Linked DNA regions of Mus musculus: region 2 is linked to region 1. The links are chromatin contacts, called in public HiChIP or PLAC-seq maps. All regions are on one chromosome and are shown on one strand. Each heading gives the region's core, a stretch centred on a gene start, on an enhancer-like site or on the middle of the called end of the contact. The rest is flanking DNA. Distances are from core to core; before and after follow the strand shown.

Region 1 (5,110 bases), core at 1,916-4,415:
AGCAAGCTCCCATTATCTGTTTGCCCTTGTACCTGGGGTTCCAATGATAAAGTACCAGTTTTTGAGTGAAATTAAAATGCTGGAAAATGCATACCAGCACCAGGCAGTGGTGTAGAGACGAGTCTGTTGGTGAAGCCAGAGGTACCATCACATTCAAGGTTCAGCGGATACTGGAGTGTGCCACCATTTGAACGCTGAGCAAATGAGAATTTTCCAAATGTCACAGGCCTGTTGTGAGACAATCCTGTGTGGGTGACAGCCATTTGGAGAGCTAGATCAGTTTACCAGTTTCCAGTAATTGTACCTGAAAATGTCCTTCTGGCTGGTTGGCACAGCGTACTGCCGCCGGGGTTGAGGAAAGTGCCACTTGCTGACTTTGGGAGCCACAGCAAAGGAAAACATCCAGGATTAGCAGAAAAGACAGTGAAGACACCCTGGGGTTTTCTTACCCCACATCTGGGAAACACCAGATTTCCTTCACATAGGGTCAGCAAAAATCAGATCTCATGACAGACTGCAGAAGCAGCTGTAAGAATCAGCTGTTCTTAATGAAGCTAGACACTAAAGAGATTTGTAAAAATGCAAAATAACCACACTTCTCACTGACTTTCCTTCCTTCCTTCCTTCCTTCCTTCCTTCCTTCCTTCCTTCCTTCCTTTCTTTCTCTTTTGAGACAGAGTTTCCTGTAGCCCAGGGTGGCCTCAGTCCTGATCTGTAGCCAAGGATGGCCTTGAACTCTTGATTCTTTTGCCTTCAACCCCCAAGTGCTGGGATTACAAGCATGTACCACCATACCAGTTTTTAATGCACTGCTGGAAATCTAACCGAGTACTTTGTGCACATCAGGCAAGCACATTGCTAGCTGAGCTACATCCCCTAGCCCATCACTGAATTTTTAAAAAGCACTTTTGGGGGACTGGAGAGATGGCTAAGCAGTTAAAAGCACTGGCTGATCTTCCAGGAGACCTGGATTTGATTTCCAACATGTCCATGATGATGGCTCATAACATCTGAACTTCCAGTTCCAGGGGATCCAACACCATCTTCTGACCTCCACAAGCATCAGTTTCCCAGTTAGCTCTCTCTTTCTCTGCCTTGTGCTTGTGGATCAGATGTAAGCTCTCAGCTATCGCTCCGATTCTATGCCTGCCTCTGTCATTTCTCCACCATGATGGTCATGGACTCGAACCCTCTGGAACTGTTAGACCCAAATTACCCAAATTAAATGCTGTCTTTTCTAAGTTGCCTTGGTTGTGGTGTCACGGGGATAGAATAGTAACTAAGTCAGTTTAGGAATGAAGGGAGATTGCCACCATGTCTGCTCAGGGGTACAGCAACAACCTAGCAAGTCACATGGGCAGGAGGAGTCAGGCTTGAGGCTACATGAGCGTTAGGCCTTGAGTTTGCAATGGGCTTGTGATGCTGAGGACTGTCAAGAATGACCTCTTCTTAAATCTGTTCTGGGAAGGAAAGCATCTAGAGGTTCAAGGAGTGGGCTTAGAACAGTGCAGGAATGAGCCCAAGGGTCTGCATCAGGACATGACAACAAGAGGGAGCCCACATCTGGCCCTTCCAGTCTCTTCTTACTGCAGGATGGGGCTACTGATCTGAGGTCTGAAGTAGGAGATGCTCTGCAGGAAACTTCCTTCCTGGCAGAGGACAAGGAAAGATGGGGGAGTGGGCAGAAGACCAGCCAGACAAAGGCCTCTTGTGAGGGGAAGGCTTTGGGACTAGCCCTGTCTGCACATAGGATTAGGGTCACCAGTGTGGTGAGCATCACTGCTGATCCAGGGTCCCTGCTGGGCCCAGTGGCTGGGGAGAAGAGAGCTGCTAAGCAGCTGTGCTGTGAGAGGGGCGAGCTCACAGCTCTCTGAGCTGGGAAACTGAGATGGCAGATGTGGTCGTCCTGGGATGACAGGGCATACCCAGAGATACACTGGCCCTGGAGACTTCTAACCCCCACTATCACTCAGACTCAGGACTGGGCTGTGTCCCAGGTTGTATACAGGCAGGATAAAGGCCAAGAGGATTTGGAGTCTCTGGCTCCGGGGGAACATCTCTATGGCGGGGCAGCAGGAAAGACCGCTCTTTGGATCTGAGAGGCCAAAGCCACTAGTGCACTGAATGGGCATGGGCAGACAGCTTTCCCAGGACAGCCAATGAGGGTGGCTAGAGGGGCCTAAACCAGAGCTGAGTGGCTAGGATGAGAGGGATGAAACAGAGGCCGAGATACGGATCTAGGTAATCTCAAGAAAGGAGTTTGCCAAACTATCTACTATTCCCACTTCCATAGGCAAGATCTCTGTTAAAGTGACACATGGCTGCTGCCCCTTGCCCCGCTGCCCCGCTGCTCCATTGCCCTGCTGCCCACTGCCCCACTGCCCAACTGCCCAGCTGCCCCGCTGCCCCATTGCCCTGCTGCCCACTGCCCCACTGCCCAACTGCCTAGCTGCCCCGCTGCCCCATTGCCCTGTTGCCCTGTGCCCTGCTGCCCTGTTGCCCCACTGCCCTGCTGCTATACATGGTAACTGATTGACCCCAGCCCTACTCCATTCACATCTTTTTTGCTCTCCTCCATCTGAACCTTAGGGTTGGGCAGTATGGACTTGGGCATAACATTGACTGCATGCCCTCTGTGGCCCTCTGGTACCTTGCTCTCTGCTTTCCCAGCTGGTTTGTATCCTCTGATTCTTTTCTAGGCCATTCCATCCTGACTCGTCATCCTCTTCCATTTCCTGCCAAGATCCATGTGGACCTCAGTCTCCTGGGGGCGGGGGGTACTTCTCTTGTTCAGAACCCCTGGCAGACTCCAGCATTGCCCATGCTAGACAGTACTCCTTGCAGCCAACCCTGGGCCCTACCCCAGTCTCTCTACTGCATTCTCCTCTTCCTCATTGCTCTGGTTCCCTCAAGGGTGCTGTTTCTGCCACCACCGCCAGTGTATCTGTTTCTCCCCAGAGCCCAGCCTGCAGCAGTGGTCCATTATCAACACCCCCACCCCATGCTACTTACAGTCTCTCTCTCCAGAGCTGGGTCCTGCAGGATGAGTAGGAGTGTTCAGAAAGAGTGATAGGAAAGGGCCTCAAGGCAGAGGAAGGAATGTGGTATGGGTATGGGAAAAAGGAAACCACAGAGCCAGCTCTCAAGCCTGGAAGACCAGGCTGAGTCACCCAGACTCTGGCCTGATGACATAGGGGGCATCAGGGCTTCCAGGCAGGGTGAGGCATGGCCATCTGTATGCTTCTGGAAGAGCTTTCCCTGTGGCCATAGTCAGGCTGAATGCCAAGTTGATTGGCAAAGATGAAGACTGTGCTGGGGCAGCACATTACTGTCTTGGTACACAGAACTTCATCAACACAGAGCTTGCACTCAGCATCTGTTTTTAAAGCCTGTTGCTTTAAGGCTGTACCATCTAACCTCTGCCCTGGTCCCCCAAGGCTCAGCTAAAGTTAAACAGCATGGTGTCAAAGGGCATCTCAAAACATGGAACTTCAGGCTCTCAGCTCAGCATAGGAAACTCAGGGAACAAGGTCAGAGAACAGTCGGGCCAGATTAGGGCCACAGTTTGGTTCTGGCTGCAGGTATCCCACTCAGATTCACCCACTAGCTTTTCAAGAGAAGCCAGAATATAGAATCTCTGGATCTCTTGACTTTAAAACTATCCTGGACAAGCACAGGCACTTGTGACCCAGCTCTGGATTGCTGTGAAGATATGCCAGCACAGGTTTCTCCTCCACATTCCTACCTCACCATACTCTTTTCCTAGCAAACAACAGGCCTGCTTCTTTTGAAACGGGACATCTGAGGCCCCTGGATAGAGCTGAGAGTCTGTGTAGGAGAAATCAGAGATGTATGCTCCCAAGACATGATAGTGGGGATGGAAAGAGCAGCTTGCACACCCATGCCTGTCACACAGTAACTATAATAGCCCTAAGTAAACCAATGAGCACAGCACGTCTGACAATAGAACCCATGTCTAAAAGGCAGGGGACTGGACACCAGCTGGAATCATGGATGAATTCTGGTTATTTAAATGAACAAGTTGCTCATAAAAAAGGCAAACTTTGGATAATTCTTCTTGTGTGGCATCCTTAAAACAGTTAAATTCAACCAGAAGGTAGCATATTGTGTGCCAGGGGCTGGGAGTTACCTTTTAAAGGGGTCAGAGTTGCCATTTGGGAAGATGGAAAGCTCTGGGGCATTGACTCCAAGGCTCCGTGACCCTGCCTCTTTCTATTGAGCTGCAGTGGTAGGTTGCATAAACATTATAGCTATCACGGAACTATTTTTAAAAAGTGAGAGATGTTTATGGAGGAAGGGGGAGGCAGACACAGAAAGCTGTTCAGGGCTTCAGCACCTATGGATCTGGGCTTCCCAGAGGTTCCAGAACCAGTGGATCCAGAGAAGTGACTGCTTGCCTAGGTAGGGTCAGCTTCCAGCTCTTTCCATGCTGCCTTTGTAAGAGGAGCCCGGCTTCATCAAGCTCACATTCCAGTCTGTAATAAGATGGCTGTGGCTTCTTCTGCTCCTCCTCCTTCTTTTTTATATTCTGTTATTTTATGTGTATAGATGTTGCCTGCATGTATGTCTGTGTACCACATGCATGGAGTAGCCATGGAGGCTAAAAGGGGGTGCCAGATCTCCTAGGACTGCCACAGGGGTGCTTAGAATCTGTCTTGGTTACTTTTCTATTGCCATGACTAATGTGAACGTATTTGGGGCTTACAGTTTAAGAGGGTTAAAGTTCATGGCTGTCATGGCAGAGAGCATGGCAGTAGGCAGGTAGGCATAGGGAGGAACAGTAGCTGAGGGCTTACATCTTAAAACAACCACGAGACAGGAAAGTTAACTGGGAATGGTGTTGGCTTTTGAAACCTCAAAGCCTAACCCTTAGTGATATTTTTTTTCTTTCAACAATTCTACACCTCCCAATACTTCCCAAATAATTCCACCAACTGGGGACCAAACATTCAAATACAAAAGCTTATGGGAAATATAAGAATCTATGAGGACCATTTTTATTCAGACCGCTACAGAAATCTAACCCAGGTTCTCTACAAGAACGGCCAGTGCTCTTAACTGTAGAGCCATCTACAGTTAAAGTGGGAAC
Region 2 (5,185 bases), core at 1,889-4,388, 540 kb after region 1:
GGCATGTCACCTGGAGGCCAGTGTCCAGGGAAGCGGTCTCATGCTCAGCAGGGGCTCTGCGAGACACTGGATACCTGGTTTCACAGCCATTTTGGCTGTAAGTACCCCATGTGGCTTCCTATGGCTCCTTCCCTATAGGGAGGGCCCCAGGGAGAGAGTGTGTGTGCAACAGCAGACTAGCAAAGATGGCCAGAGGTCAGGAGAGATGGCCAGAGGTCAGCAAAGATAGCCAGAGGTCAGCACTTAAGTCCAGTTTCTGACTCCACAGACCCCAGCTCAGCTGTGTGACCCTGAGCAGGGTTAGAGGCCTCTTCTCCCGGAATTGTCCTAAAAGCCATGGACTTGCTTCTTCTTGAGAGCAGGGTTTTGCTTAAGCATCTGCTGTATACCAGCATCTTCTCTGTGTGTATACTCTCATCCTGCAGTATGTGGTCAGGTGTATCAGGGGACAGCACCAGCAGACCTTGGTATGGTATCAGACTTTTTTCTGTGGTTATTTTCCTCATAAGCTACTCCAGTAAGATAGGTACCCTGGGTACCCTGTGTCTATACAGGACCCACTTTGCCTTTCTGAGTGTTATACCTTGAGGAAAATTTAGATAATATGCAGGGTATTTGTTGTTGTTGATGACGATGTTGTTGTTGTTGCTGGTTTGGTTTGTTCTTTTGAGAAAGGATCTGACTATGTAGCCCTGGGTAATCTGGAACTCATAATCCTCCTGCCTCAGCTTGAGATACAGGTACATACCACCACCATTCCCAGCTAACAATCCGAGTTCTATCAAGGAAGCTAGCACAGAGGGTGCTGGGAAGGGAGTCACGCCCACTTTACATACTAAGAGAGGCCTGGATTGGTTAGATAACTTGCCCAAGGTTAACAGTTGGAGAGAGGCTGAGACTTGAACCCAGTGTTTGCCCCACAGTCAAAATTGAAGGTTGTAGTCTCAAGCATGGGTCATACAGGTGATCACTCCTCATTTACAAATGTATGTGTGCACGTGTGTGTGTGTGTGTGTGTGTGTGTGTGTGTGTGTGTGTGTGTGTGTGTGTACACGTGTGCGTGCGGTCAGAGAACAACTTGAAAGAGCCAATCCTTTACTTCCACCATGCAGGTCCCATGCATGCAGGCCAGTTCAGCAGCCTTGGCAGCAAGTACCTTTTTGCTCAGCCAACTAAATCAGTCTCCACTTTACAGATGAGGAAACAGAGGCTCGGGGACTTGACTTGCTCATGGCCAGGCTGGAGTGAGCCTGAGATCACCTATTAAGAATCCTGACTTTGGTTTTTTTGTTTGTTTGTTTGTTTGGTTGGTTGGTTGGTTGGTTGTTTTTTTGGTTTTTTTTGGGTTTTTTTTTTTTGGAGACAAAGTCACACTCTGTCGTCTAGGCTGGCCTGGAATTCATGATGTAGCCCAGGCTTGCCTCAAATTCAAGGCAGTCCTGTCTGCCTTAACCTCCCCAGTGTTGGAATGAAAATGAGCACTTTGTAGTTCATTTTGTCATGGTGCCGGTAACAGAACCCAGGGTCTTGCCCATGCTGGCTTAGCTGCCAAGTGGCCCCCAACCCCTGACCTCTTGTTCTCTTTCCCTAAAGGCGCAATGTGCTCAGCCTGTCCTCCGGAATCGACAACCCAGGCAGTCTGAAATGGGACCTCGCGCTCTGCCTCCTCTTAGTCTGGCTCGTCTGTTTTTTCTGCATCTGGAAGGGTGTTCGATCCACAGGCAAGGTGAGTGGACTCCATCCCCTGCCTCAGGGACAGCCCCACTGTGGCCAGCTCCTCTTGAAGGCTGAAGTACCTTTCAGTGAGTGCTACCTAGAAGGAGGTTCCATGTTGGACATAGGAGTGCTCTGACAAGACACACACACACAGCCCCGTGTGGCTTTGTCTCTTACTGGGTAAAGTCCCTGGGTGTCCCCTACTCACTGATCAGGAGATTAGTGACCTTGTGACTGGCAGGCAACCAAGGTGTCCCCACTGAGCTTCTGTCACCAGCCACTGATGTGCACTGTTGGTATGGTGAGCTAAGCTAGCGGAGCCAAAGGCCAGTGGCGGCCCTACTGCTGGCTTTGATTATCCACCCACAATGTGGACCCTAACTTTGCAAAGTGATCTGGCAGCACCCAGAGTTTAAAAGAGATGCTGAAGCAGGACCACCCAGCTGCCCTGTATGACTGTCCTTGTACAGGGTGCAGAGCCCCCTGCTGTACTGAACCTCAGTCTGAAGGGAAGCCAGCCAGGCCTGGACCACTCCCTGCTAACATTCTCCGTAAGACAAATAGGCAATGTGATGTTGTCTGTTCTCTTAGGGACCCTGCCCACTGTGCTTCCTACTGCCCCACAGTCCTGGGAGCGTGCTTGTTATTCTCCTATAAACACCAAGGAAGCTAAGACTCATAAGAGGTCAGGCAGCTTGTCTAAGAGCAGCCCCTCCCCTGAGCTGCCCCCTTGGCTGTTGAACAGTGAACTTGAGGGTTGAGATGAGGCACATCAAGATTCAGGTCTGCAGACCAATGGACCTGTCCTTCACTCTTGAGGAAGTAGCAATTGCCTTCTTCCCTCTGCCTCCTTTTCCCATATAAAGCTAGTCTGTCCAGGAGTGTCTGGGGGAACTCTGGTGCTAAGCATGCTGGAGAGAGTCAGTCCGGTTCAGTTGTGATGTCCTTTGAGCCTCTTGTATGTGGATCTCGTTGTAGAAACAGAGTGAAGGTATCTACATGTTCAACATGTGTGGCTACTGGGAAGAGCTAGAAAGATGAGCAGGGGGCACATGTGCCATTTATAGGGTGGCTGGGCAAAAGTGACTGTGGTGACTGAGCCAACAGGAGTAGGGGATAGAGAGTTGAGTATCTGAAGAGGGTTGCAGACAGAGGCAGTGGTCAGTGTAAAAGGCCCTGGAGTGCATCTGGCCAGGATGTAGGGAGCTTACTTCAGTCTTATGGAGTAAGTTGATGTCTACAAGGCACAGTCAGCAATGTTTGAGACACAGCACACTTACAAAGGGGACAGAGCCAAGGCCAAATAGGGGGGTGCCAGGGTGTAGCTATGGCTACTGTGAAAACATGACTGGCCAGAGGCACCCCAATCTACCCTGAGCTATACCCTGCTTGTGAGGCACGTGTGGTTCCTAGAACAATAGCAGCCCTGATGGGTCAGAGAAGCCAAGACAAACAACTCTGTGGACTTTCTCCAGCTCAGTGCTGAGAGGCCTTCAGAGGCCATCCGCCTGCCCGCCTACCCCATTTAGGGGCCCACCCACTGGCTGGCTTCAGCTTCCAGCCCTGGCTGCACACCAGATGTGGCCAAGTTTGTTTCTGTGGCTAACTTAGTCCAGGAGACGGGAGGGTGATGGATGGAGGACCCGAGTTCAGGTGCTTGGCTTTTCTTTCCTGGCCTTTCCAACTCTCTGAGGGTCTGAAACAGGTCCCAGGATGAATGTCAGTTTCACTTATTCAACTAACCAGGTTGCTGAAATACTCACGAGTCACCTCTATGTTGGCGACAGCTCATTTAATCCCCCTGAAGTTCTCTGATCCTGTACAATTGAAACTGAGGTTCAGAGAGCTTAACTAACGTTCCCCAACGCTACACAGCTTGTCGGTGACCAGACTGGGATTTGAACTCAGGCAACTCCCTTCTCCCACCTCTCCGTCTCATCCTCGTGCTGGCTGGCAGGTGCAGGGAGGCAGAAGCCTGGCATGTTCCTGCTTGCTCTCACAAGGAGACAGGTTGTTGGTGCTCACCCTGGAAAGGTCTGGATCTGTGTGTGGCTGGGTCTGTGGTCACACTCCAGGACAGCCTGTTTTGTCAGAAACAAAGCAGAATGGGGCAGACAGGGCTAGTTCTGGGTTTGGACCCAGCTCTGTCCATTATAAATGGAATGACTTTACAAAACCTCTTACCTTGCTCAGCCTCAGTTTCCCCTGGTGTAATGTAATCGAATGAGCTTGCTGGTCAGGCCATCTGCTCCCAAGTAAAGCTAAGTAGCAGGAGACCGGAAGCCAGGTCCCTCTTGCAAACCCACTAACCTCCAGAGGACCAGGGATGAGGTGCCCCCTAAGCCTCCATTTTCCACAAGGCCTCTGGCCCTGTTCTGAAGGATCAGCAACAGGAGTGGAAAAATACCACGTCCCACAGCAAGGCCTACTGGGCCACAGTCAGGGGCCCAAGGTGGCGCCTGGCACCAGCCTCTCCCTAGAGGATCCCGAGGGACAGTCACGGAAAAGTTGAGAGAATGGTTCTCGGGCTCATCCAAGGAGTAGCAAAGGCTACAAAACAAGGGTAGCTTTTTCTAGAGAGACGGCTGGGTAGGTGTGATGGGGAGGTGGCAGCAACAGTAACACTCCCAAAGATAGGGGAGCCCCAAAAGTACTTGGCCTAGATTAGATCCTACCTCTGAACACCTACTTCTAACTGGGGACTCCAGACAGGTGACATGACGGCTGGTATGGCCTGTTTGCTCACAAGGGAAGGGACATGTTGTAATGGCTCATCCAGGTATGGTAAGTATTAAGTAAGTTCATAGCACATAGTAGGCTTATTGAAGAGGCAAGCCAGGGAGCCCTCCCCACCCCAGTGAGCCCACCAGTGCTTCTGGCCACAGTCCACTGACTCTGAAGTGTTTGTAGCCCTCTGGGGAACCCCGTGGCGTGCCTTTCTATGGTCATTGTTTACCAGTTTGGGTGTGGCTTTGCAGGGCCTCAGAGAGGGGACCTGGCCAGGGGTGCCTGCCTGCCTAGCCACAGGAAGGGAGGGGACAGGAGGATTTTCTTTCTTTTATACTTTTAGTGGCTTCCTGATTGGCCTTTGTCCCGGGTGTCTGTCAGACCATCACGGGAAAAGAAGCGAGGGTGGCTGGGGACACAGAGGCCCAGAGAAAGAAAAAAGGCATCCAGGGGAGGGGTAGCAGGCAGGAGAGGGCCCTCCTTTAAGCCCTGCCACCACCTTCTGGGCTGTTTCCAAACACTCCCTGAAGACCTCGGTAGAGGGTGAGATCAGAGTTCCCCCTGGAAGCGGCAGCCACAGTTGCCAACTGGGAGGTAGGATAGATGAGCGGTAAACTCCAGCTGACCCTCTGGGCCAGTCCATCTCCTTATCTTAGCCTCAGAGCTGGGAACCTAAGCCTATCTAGTCCACGTCTCTCCCCTAAAAGTGGGGAAGGGTAGTGATAGTACCAGCCATTGTGCT

The links. HiChIP or PLAC-seq counts read pairs in DNA pulled down with a chosen protein or histone mark.
Region 2: a FOXA1 HiChIP or PLAC-seq map of pancreatic cancer cells shows a contact between it and region 1. The contact joins two enhancer-like sites. A contact is called at or near these places in 1 of 15 datasets of contacts at CTCF or cohesin (the NIH/3T3 cell line) and 1 of 115 datasets of contacts at active chromatin or transcription factors (pancreatic cancer cells).

The regions. Positions count from the first base shown.
Region 1 is chr6:91,189,861-91,194,970 of GRCm38.p6, forward strand. No RefSeq gene overlaps it. Among named protein-coding and RNA genes, the nearest start is that of Fbln2, 20 kb to the right of the region's middle. Within about 2 kb of position 3,166, at least 60 of the 459 cell types and tissues checked have an H3K27ac peak or open chromatin away from gene starts, as enhancers often do. A contact at or near this core is called in the NIH/3T3 cell line and pancreatic cancer cells, where this site is marked.
Region 2 is chr6:91,733,498-91,738,682 of GRCm38.p6, forward strand. Slc6a6 (solute carrier family 6 (neurotransmitter transporter, taurine), member 6) reads left to right here. Exons shown (of 15, transcript NM_009320.4): 6 at 1,594-1,726. Among named protein-coding and RNA genes, the nearest start is that of Gm44981, 14 kb to the left of the region's middle. Within about 2 kb of position 3,139, at least 60 of the 459 cell types and tissues checked have an H3K27ac peak or open chromatin away from gene starts, as enhancers often do. A contact at or near this core is called in the NIH/3T3 cell line and pancreatic cancer cells, where this site is marked.